2 separate regions of the Drosophila melanogaster genome follow, and region 1 is linked to region 2. Evidence: chromatin contacts called from public Hi-C data. All regions are on one chromosome and are shown on one strand. The core of a region is the stretch at or near the end of the contact, and the rest is flanking DNA. Distances in the headings are between cores, read along the strand shown. Region 1 holds the start of Arl6IP1 (ADP-ribosylation factor-like 6 interacting protein 1). Region 2 holds the start of Dhfr (Dihydrofolate reductase).

Region 1 (4,471 bases), core at 1,755-4,254, 160 kb before region 2:
CCAGTGGCTCAGTCTATAGCAGAGGTCACCGCAGGCGGTCCAACGGAGAGTCTGGAACAGAGAGCAGCTCGGGAATTGATATCTGCCATCCAAAATAACGGTGCCGAAGGCCTAGATGACCAGAAACTTGTCCTGCCCGCCCTAAGCGCAGACGAACTGCCTCTCGATGGTGCCAAGGAGGCAACACTAGATGACTATGACAACATACCGATACAACAATTTGGCCTAGCCATGCTGCGCGGCATGGGCTGGGTTGATCCACCGCCAAAAAAGAAGGGCTCAGGACCCATCGATGATGCCCCCTTTCTGCGACCCAAAGGCATGGGCCTGGGAGCAGATAAGGCGCTCAAACCTAAAGCTCTACTGGTCCAGCCGGAGAAGAACGAGGTACTGGAGATTAAGAAGCAGGCGTACGTGCGCATTCTGGGCGGAAAGCAGAAGGATCAGTATGGCCAAATCCAAGGTTTTGATGACCATGCAGGGCGAGTAATTGTCAAAATGGCAATTGGAGGGGCCAAAGAGGCGTTCAACGAGTTCCTTTGTCAGCCCGTATCCCGCAAGGAGTACTCTCAGTATGGCAAGTGCATAAGTAAGTGGAGCCTGGAAAATGCAAATCCTTTATATTTGTGACATTTTTATATTTCTTTTACATTTACTTTCAGACACTGCCAAATACGAAGAATTCAAAAAAAATGAAAACGAGCATGGCCAGATTATTGTGAAGCAGGAAAATCCGTCAGGAAGAAGGGACAGAGACCGCAGGGAAGAAATTAGATCAGACCGGGATGAAGCTCAAAATCAAAAGAGTTCGAAGCCAGGGGACCAGAGATCTAGTAAAGAAGACTATCGCATGAAATGCAAGGAAGAAGATAAAAGGTCTTACAAATATGAAGACAAAAAAACGTACAAAGACGAACATCGCAGGACGTACAAAGACGAGCGAAAATCGTACAAGGAAGCCAAATCTAACAAAGAGGAGGTGGATCGAGAAAAGAAGTATGTGCGGAGTGGTAGCTCCTCTGTATCTAAACGCGAGGAACGTGAGCGTCGTCGTTCGCCGAGTCCCAGAGGCAGAAGCCCATCTAAGTCGAAGCGGGAAGACCGTGACCAAAAGCGTTCGCAAAGTCCCCGAAGCACCAGAAGAACAAAGAGTAGTTCAGACGAGGCAGACGATACGGGAGAGTCCACCGAGAGCGACTCCGACTCTGCATATGAACGCAGGAAGCACAAGAAGAAATCATCCAGCCACAAGTCAAGAAAACACTCAAAGAAGTCCAAGAACAAGTCGAGAAAGGCGGACAACGACTCCAGCTTAGAGAGCGATGACAGCCTCGGTGAAAACCATCGTCGTCACCACAGCAAGCACAAAAAGAAGACCAAGAGGAGCAAGCATGTCAGGTCCCGCACGCGATCAAGGTCAAGAGACCGTCAGTGATTGATCTATTTAGTTGAAATCTTTATTTAAATATAGTTCATTAGACGCTTAAGTTCCTTTTTTTATCTTACTTGGGATTATCATAAATTTCAATTAACTCACAAAATAATCACAAAAATGCCTTGTCTTTTGTTGCGCGTTTTTTTCTCTCTCCGTACGCCTCGTTTCGAGAATACTTCTGTCTTACATGTTACAAACTTATAGTAGGAGATGTGATGGGGCCAGAACCACGGATTTGCTAGTTTTCCGAGTTTTTTTTTTCTGTATGCGCTGCTCTTATCTTTTAAGATATTTATAGTTTCAAATTCAATGCGCCTAATGTGTGATTTAGTGATGCGATGTGTGCATAATGGCAAGTAGATGACTTAGGCATGTTTTATATTTTTGGTCAAATGGTGATGAGTTTATCTGGTTGCTTTCCTTTACTGCAGCTTCCTTTTGCCGCACTGGATCTTCTCGTTAATAATCTTCGAGGCCCTTTGGGTGATGGCCTTAAAAATGTCCTTGTTCTGTAGTCCTGGCCACATGAGGATGAGTAGGGTGGCCAAGTACATAAGCAGTAGATTGTTAATGATGGCTCCAATCCAGGCCATAGCCAAAAGACCCAAACTCATGACGATTACAAACTGGAATCAAAACGAATAAATGTGAGATGAAATAATAATAGAACCCGAAGTTTTTATTTACACTTGAGCTTGCAGAAGAAGATCTACTGCACATACTAGGCCCTGAAACTGCTTCTCTGTTTTCATATACATATACACACACGGTCTCTACCGCATCTACTCACCACTGTGGACTTCCGCTCGTTGAAGAGGTACTCGTACCAGACCACCAGGCTGCCCTTGACGGCGCACACCTGGCCGCACACGTCCTCGAACTTGGCCTCCTGGTCGCCATCCCAGTTGACTCCGCCAAAGATCAGGCGCGACACCATGGGGAATGCGTAGTTCAGCAAAATGCTAATGACACCGAGCAGCGACAGCAGGGTAATCAGCGACAAGTCCAGGTACCACAGCACCAGGTACAGGCAGCTGATGACGCCAAACACCACTCCGGCGTAGTACTGCTTCTCCCAGGTTAGCACGCCGTACGCTCCCACGATGGCTGTCCGGAAAGGCTCCAAGTCGTGCTTTAATTTGTTAAGTGCTCGTTTCTGGAAAATGCCGGAAAATGAGGAATCATTATGATATTAACTAATGGGGCTTCAATGGCGACGCCGTTTTCCGGCCGGAAAGCTTTCGGCAGTTCCACCCTTCGCTCACCTGGTCAACCTGCGATGCTGCCATGCTGGCTTTTCTTTGTTTCCTAGCGGTGCGCGTTCAATTCCGAGAAATCTATTTGATGCCCAAAGGTGTTGCTTTCGGTTTGAGCGAAAAATCAATTTTCTTGGGTGTTTTTTAAGTCGCCAAAGTCGCAGTGTGACCGTTGATCGACGTTTTGAAATGACTGATTCAGGGGTTGTTTCACTCAAACAGCGATTGCACTTTCAATCGGAACTTATCGAATTTTTCCCTTTACAACTCTGTTTTAAAAGTTTGTATTAAAAATCTTGTATTGATTTGGCTAAAATCTGATGCTAAATTCTAATGCCACCTGACATTTGGGCTTACATTTTTGTTTAAAATCTTGACAGCATCCTATCATAAAATATTGATTTACTATATCATGATTTTTATAAGCAGAACTAAAAGCCCATAAATGGCTTAATAAAATAAATACATAAATCAAAAATTAAATTGCCGTACTATTCAATTCGAAACTACAAAAATGGAAAGCAAAGCATCATTTTGGCTTTTGCTAGTTAATCAAGCAAATCAACAGCGGCTTACTTAGATAATGAACTCAAAGCCACCACATCTTGTATTATATGCAGATAAAATGTTGTAAATATAGATCTTAAATTCTTATATCAATGGCACGGAATAGCTTTAGTTTATTGCTAAAAATTTACTTCAAAAGAAATTTGTACTTAACTATCATGAACTTTAACGAAGCTACAAAAAAATATATATATATACATATATACGTTTGGACAAAATGAAGAGTTTCCATCTGTTTCCATCTCGAGGAAATTCAAATTGATGGTTATACCACGGGTAATTGAACTGAAATCTTTGATTGCTTCGGTACAATACAATTGTGTAATTGTTGGGTGAATGGGAGGAGGGTTCATACAATAGTTCATTCTGTTGATCAAATAAATTCTTTTGTTTAAACAAGTGATTGCATTTTGACCTAATATATGGACAGCGTCGTGGGACTGAAGATACCGGCGGAAATGTGTCCTTTCGGACAGCCTTGCAACTTATTGCCGGATTTCCCAATAGAGCTGATGGCATTTTCCGACTTTTCCGCTTTAACACATTTATTACCAACATAAATTCCCAGTGAAACCTTAGGTTAGAGCCGTTTTTATTAAAAGTAGACAGAGATGGGATGAGAAATACATTGAAATAAAAGCAAGTCCGATTTCGATTATTTACTCATAAATCAAAGTATAATCTACGATTATAAAAATTAGGCTCTTTATCTATATTCGACTCCAAATAATCAGTAATTTCAGTCGCATTCAATATTTAATTTGAATGATAGACAAAAATTAATCGTGTTAGGAGGTAGTCTCTACATATATCTAATGGATGATGGATGGTTATGTTCAGGTGTTTTTCTTCGAAATACTGCACATCTTGTAAGTTGCCATTCGTGTTTGGATTTTGTCATTTTTGTGTTAATATTTCGTGGTGGATTTGTTGTTGAGACCGTTTTTAACAGTTTTTGGTTAATTATATAAATTCAATTTATATTATAATGAGATGAATGCATCTTCGCTTGCATGATCCCATTTGTTATTTATGTTATTGTTCACGCATAGCCGAGCGAAATGTCCGATATTATGCGTAACTAATGAGATCACTATTGTTTTCGTCGCTATCTATATAGGTTTCAGTGTCTAGAAGCGTCGGTGTCCCCATGAATCAATGTGTCCGTGTTGGTTTCCGTCGCTATTATCTGGACCTCCAGGTCCAGCCATTG
Region 2 (4,444 bases), core at 1,436-3,935:
GTGCGTTCTAAATCGCGGATGACGTGTACGTGTATTATCTTCGATTATATTTTTTGCCAACTTTTAAGCACCTGGACCTGGTGTCGCCGCTGCAGCTCTACTTCAATCCCACGCTGATTGTGCGCAAGTTCCAGATCTGGCGCTTGGCCACCACATTCCTGTACTTTGGCACAATAGGCATCAGTTTCTTTTTCAATATGGTGTTTACATATCGATATTGTCGAATGTTGGAGGACGGATCTTTCCGCGGACGCAGCTCCGACTTTGTCATGATGTTCATCTTTGGCGGCGTGCTAATGACCTTCTTCGGAATCTTCGTCAACCTGTTGTTCCTGGGCCAGGCCTTCACATTAATGCTGGTCTATGTGTGGTCACGACGCAATCCACTGGTGCCAATGAATTTCTTCGGGGTGCTTAACTTCCAGGCGCCGTACCTTCCGTGGGTGCTCCTCTGCTGCTCCATGATTCTGGGAAACACCGTGTGGGTGGATGTCATCGGCATGGGTGTTGGCCACATCTACTACGTGCTGGAGGACGTCTATCCTACACTGTCCAACGGCTACAGACTGATCAAAACCCCCTACTTTTTGTGAGTTTACTTTGAATTGGGATATAACTTTTGCAATAACGACTTGTTGTCCTTAGGAAACGTCTCTTCAATGAGCACATCGAACGCAACTTCCAGGCGGCTGCTGAGGATCGACCTGGCGGATTTCCTTGGGGCGGAGAGGGTCAGCCCCTGCTACCGGAAGAGATTGCGGCTGATGGACAGGATGAGGAGCCAGCGAATCGAGCGGCGCCTGTTGCTGCCGCGCCGCAATAGCAAAACTAGAAAACTTGATTGTTAAAACGTTCTTCTGTTCAAAACGACGACGATGACAACAATGTTGTGTACCCTCCGCCACCTTCTGTTTGGTGCTTGGTGTAATTAGGCGTATAGTAGTGAGAGAAAGGCGTGCAATAGTTAGCCAAAGTTGGTGCAGAGCGTGTGTGTATGTCATTTATTGGTTTGTTTTCTGAAACAGAGCTCATTTTCCATACGAGATGTTCTTTTATTTATAATTTACCCCCAAGGGATGAATCCACGACAGATTGAACCTACACTGCACATGTGATGATTATATATATACAAACCATGCCACAAATAAATCATTATATAAAAAGACCTGCAGTTTTAAAATGCTTGAAATCGCTTGGGGATTGATAAAAAAAAACCATTTGAAAAAAACATTTTCTTTTTACATTATTTGGTTTGCGGAAGTGTGGTTCAATTCGAAGTGCCTAACTTAAATATAATATGAAAATAGCATTGAACTTTTAAAGGTGACAATTCAAATGCGCGCCAAACTTTTAATACGTTGCCACCTGCCAACTCAATTTGACGTTAGCCAACACTGGCTGCGACAAAACAGTTGTTATTCGCTCGTATTTAGTTTTTAGCCGGCTGCTAAATAGTATAGTATTAGTATGTTATATGATATGAACTCAGGATGTCCAGAATTTTGATGAGCCAACTGACCCACCCTCAGAGGGTCCGACTGCTGTACAAAACGATCTTGCGACTGCACAGAGGTAAGATGAAAAATTCCCTATTACTATAAATTGCATGCATTTCAACTAAACTTCTGTACTCCGTAGGACTTCCAGCGGAACTTCGTGCTCTGGGCGATAACTATGTGCGGGACGAGTTCCGGCGACACCTCAAGTGCAATCCCATGGAGGCACAGCTCTTTATGACAGAGTGGGCCGTAAGTTTTACGTAATAAACAAAAAGGCGCCATACTAAGCAAATCTTCCATTGCAGCGATATGCGTCCACAATCACCCAACAACTAGGGATTCGGGGCAAGCCCAAGGGAGAGCTGGGCGAAGAGATTGACCCCAAGACTGTAGAAATGTTGAAAGACGACCAAGTAGTCCAACTATACGAGCTGATGCTGGCGGCCAAGGGAGTAGAAGATGCGCAAGGCAAATAAATCAGTGTATTATTTTATTATGAGTGTTTCTCCAAAATCTTGTACTCGAATTTAATGCCATTCTCCTCCTGCACACCCAGTGGCATGTCGGAATCGGGCGCGACCTCTCGAAAGCTGTCAGGGATCGCGGGGAAAAAGGTGTCGCAATCGAACTTCTGCATTATTTTGGTAATGTACAGCCGGTGACACCTTGGCGAGGCCATGGCCTCCTCGTAGACTCCACTACCGCCCACAATCCAAATGTTCTCCACTTCGTTCTGCTCCTCAAGGATCTTCATGGCCGTCTCGAGATTGGGGCACAATAGTACTCCCTTGGGCAGATCACTTTCCTGAAGTGTGGTGCTCAGCACTATGTTCAGCCGATCGGGAAGAGGCCTCTTGCTTTCCGGCACTCCGAAGTAGGTTTTCCTGCCCATTACCACGGCATTTTGCTTGGTGGGATCACTTGTTCGCTTGGTGGTGCGGCTGAAGTACTTCAGCTCAGATCTGATGGTACAAAAGCTTTAGCTGCGGTTCAATCCTTGTTACCAACTTACTTAATGCGCCATGGTAGATCGCCTCTGATGCCGATTCCGAAATTCTCGCAAACTGCCACGATTAAATTGAATCGAAGCATCCTTAATCCTTACTGAGAAAGCATAAGCTTGAAAATTATCTTCCAAGCTATAAAATTCAAACAGCTGATCAAGGCAATGCTGGAACCGATTTCGATAGCTTCGATTACTTACCTATTATCGAAACACGCTTATGAAGATCTTAGTCAGATTTCAGGTTGGTTTCGCGCCACTCCCACGAAAACAATATTTCTAGATACAATGTGTCTTGAATTTATTTTTATAGTGATCCACATATACTTTACAGGGGATTAAAAGTTCGTTAACTATTACCAAAAAGTTATTAGATACATTAGATATAAGAGGTTTTCGAGCCTGATTATTTCCAAAGGGTTACAAGATTTTCTGTCTCAAAATATGTTTTTTATATTTCAATACCATAGTGGTGATATTCCTGGATTTTCCAAGACAAACAAGTCTCCAGTTCTACTCTGGTCCCTCCAAAAGCCAGTAGGTCTCCATCTCGCCCTTGCCCTTGACCTTGACAAATCCCCGCGCTTCAACCTTATAGCCCACCTTTTGCACCTTCAGCGCAGTATAGTTGGACAGCTGGATCATCCAGGGATCGCTGCTGCTCTCCATTCGCGAGGCGGTGTTAACGGTGTCTCCAAAGAGACAGTATCGAGGAACCTTCATCCCAACCACGCCGGCGACGACGGGTCCCGAGTTAATGCCCACCCGTATAGCCACCCCGGGAAGAGCATGGGCTTTGACCTTCTTCATCACCCTTAAGGCCAAATCGCAGGCGTGTTCGGCATGCAGGGGATTCACATCAGGAGCACCCGAAACAGCCATGTAAACCATGCCCACGGTCTCCACTTTGTAAACAAACGGGGAAATGATCTCTTCGTCCAATGCCGAAAACACTTTGTTTAAGGTGGTCACCGCCTGCATGGCATCCTGGATGTTGTTGGACCCACTGTCATAGATATTCATTACCTCGATGAAAATGACGGATACCTCCTCGAAACTCTGACACACGTGCTCCTCGCTCTTTCTCATTCGCTCGGCAATGGGTCGCGGTATCATGGAATACAGTAGCTCATCTCCCTGCCGCTTCCAGGAATCTGCCAGTTCCAGCGACTTTTCCAGCTCATCCGATCGCTGCTCCTCCTTCTCAAACATTATCTCCAGCTTGGAGCAGTGCTGCCATCCCGCCATCACAAGCTCTCTACTCAGTCCATGCGGATTAAGATCGTTCAAATAGAGACCGATTCCATGCAGCTCATCGAGATTTTCGATTAGAGGACTGCACAGGAAGATCAGCGAGTCCACATCTTTGATATAGAACATTTGTCCCTTCAACAGGATAGATCGGAGGCCCACCGAATGGCGTCTCTGTCCCGTGGCGGGATCGATTTCGTCCTTGGAGGTGGCTGCCGCTGCTGCCTCTTCCTTGGCGTTCTCCGCACTAAACTCCTTGGCACTGGCCAAAGCCATGGCCTGCGCCTCGTTCAGGCTGCTGGCTTCATCAAAGTTTTCAAAGTCAAAGTTCAAGGCCGCATCATAGGCGGCACGATTGTGACCCGTACGGATGAGCTCAAACTCGAAGAGAACTGTACGCATTTGCAGAATGGTCTCCCATTGGATCTGAGTGTCCTTGGGACGACGGCACTTGAACCGCTCCAATATGTGACTGCCAATAAAGGTCTTTGGGTTCACTCCAGGATTATGCAGAATCCACGTCTCGACAATCTTCTCGCCCGCAAGTGTGATTTTCATGTCGTGATCCAGCACAATGGTGAAGGGAAACAGCTCGAGGAACACATTCAGGTCCACCGACGGCATCTTCAGCTGCGAAGGATGCGCGATGACATTGACCCGCTTGGCCATATAATCGCGATTATCGAAGTCC

What was found. A called contact is a pair of places that touch in the nucleus more often than the background predicts.
Region 1: a Hi-C map of the Kc167 cell line shows a contact between it and region 2, with 1.9 times the contacts expected there. The contact joins the promoter of Arl6IP1 here to the promoter of Dhfr in region 2. A contact is called at or near these places in 15 of 107 Hi-C or Micro-C datasets (the Clone 8 cell line, the D17-c3 cell line, the Kc167 cell line and 7 more) and 2 of 6 datasets of contacts at active chromatin or transcription factors (both in the Kc167 cell line).

Annotation. Positions count from the first base shown.
Region 1 is chr3R:16,642,138-16,646,608 of dm6, reverse strand. It overlaps Arl6IP1 (ADP-ribosylation factor-like 6 interacting protein 1), which reads right to left and starts at 3,004. Exons shown (of 3, transcript NM_142313.3): 1 at 2,701-3,004; 2 at 2,226-2,591; 3 at 1,438-2,061. The coding sequence starts at 2,724. The coding sequence ends at 1,858. It overlaps nonA-l (nonA-like), which reads right to left. Exons shown (of 1, transcript NM_001275717.1): 1 at 3,497-4,471. The coding sequence ends at 4,389. It overlaps CG10324, which reads left to right. Exons shown (of 3, transcript NM_142314.3): 2 at 1-589; 3 at 663-1,537. The coding sequence ends at 1,435.
Region 2 is chr3R:16,479,408-16,483,851 of dm6, reverse strand. Dhfr (Dihydrofolate reductase) reads right to left here and starts at 2,685. Exons shown (of 2, transcript NM_001043255.2): 1 at 2,512-2,685; 2 at 1,974-2,461. The coding sequence starts at 2,591. The coding sequence ends at 1,993. Gyc89Db (Guanylyl cyclase at 89Db) reads right to left here. Exons shown (of 2, transcript NM_142294.4): 2 at 2,782-4,444. The coding sequence ends at 3,016. It overlaps Sdhaf3 (Succinate dehydrogenase assembly factor 3), which reads left to right and starts at 1,400. Exons shown (of 3, transcript NM_142295.4): 1 at 1,400-1,572; 2 at 1,639-1,748; 3 at 1,805-1,991. The coding sequence starts at 1,491. The coding sequence ends at 1,975. Der-2 (Derlin-2) reads left to right here. Exons shown (of 3, transcript NM_142296.3): 2 at 69-589; 3 at 646-1,158. The coding sequence ends at 823. It also overlaps asRNA:CR46029.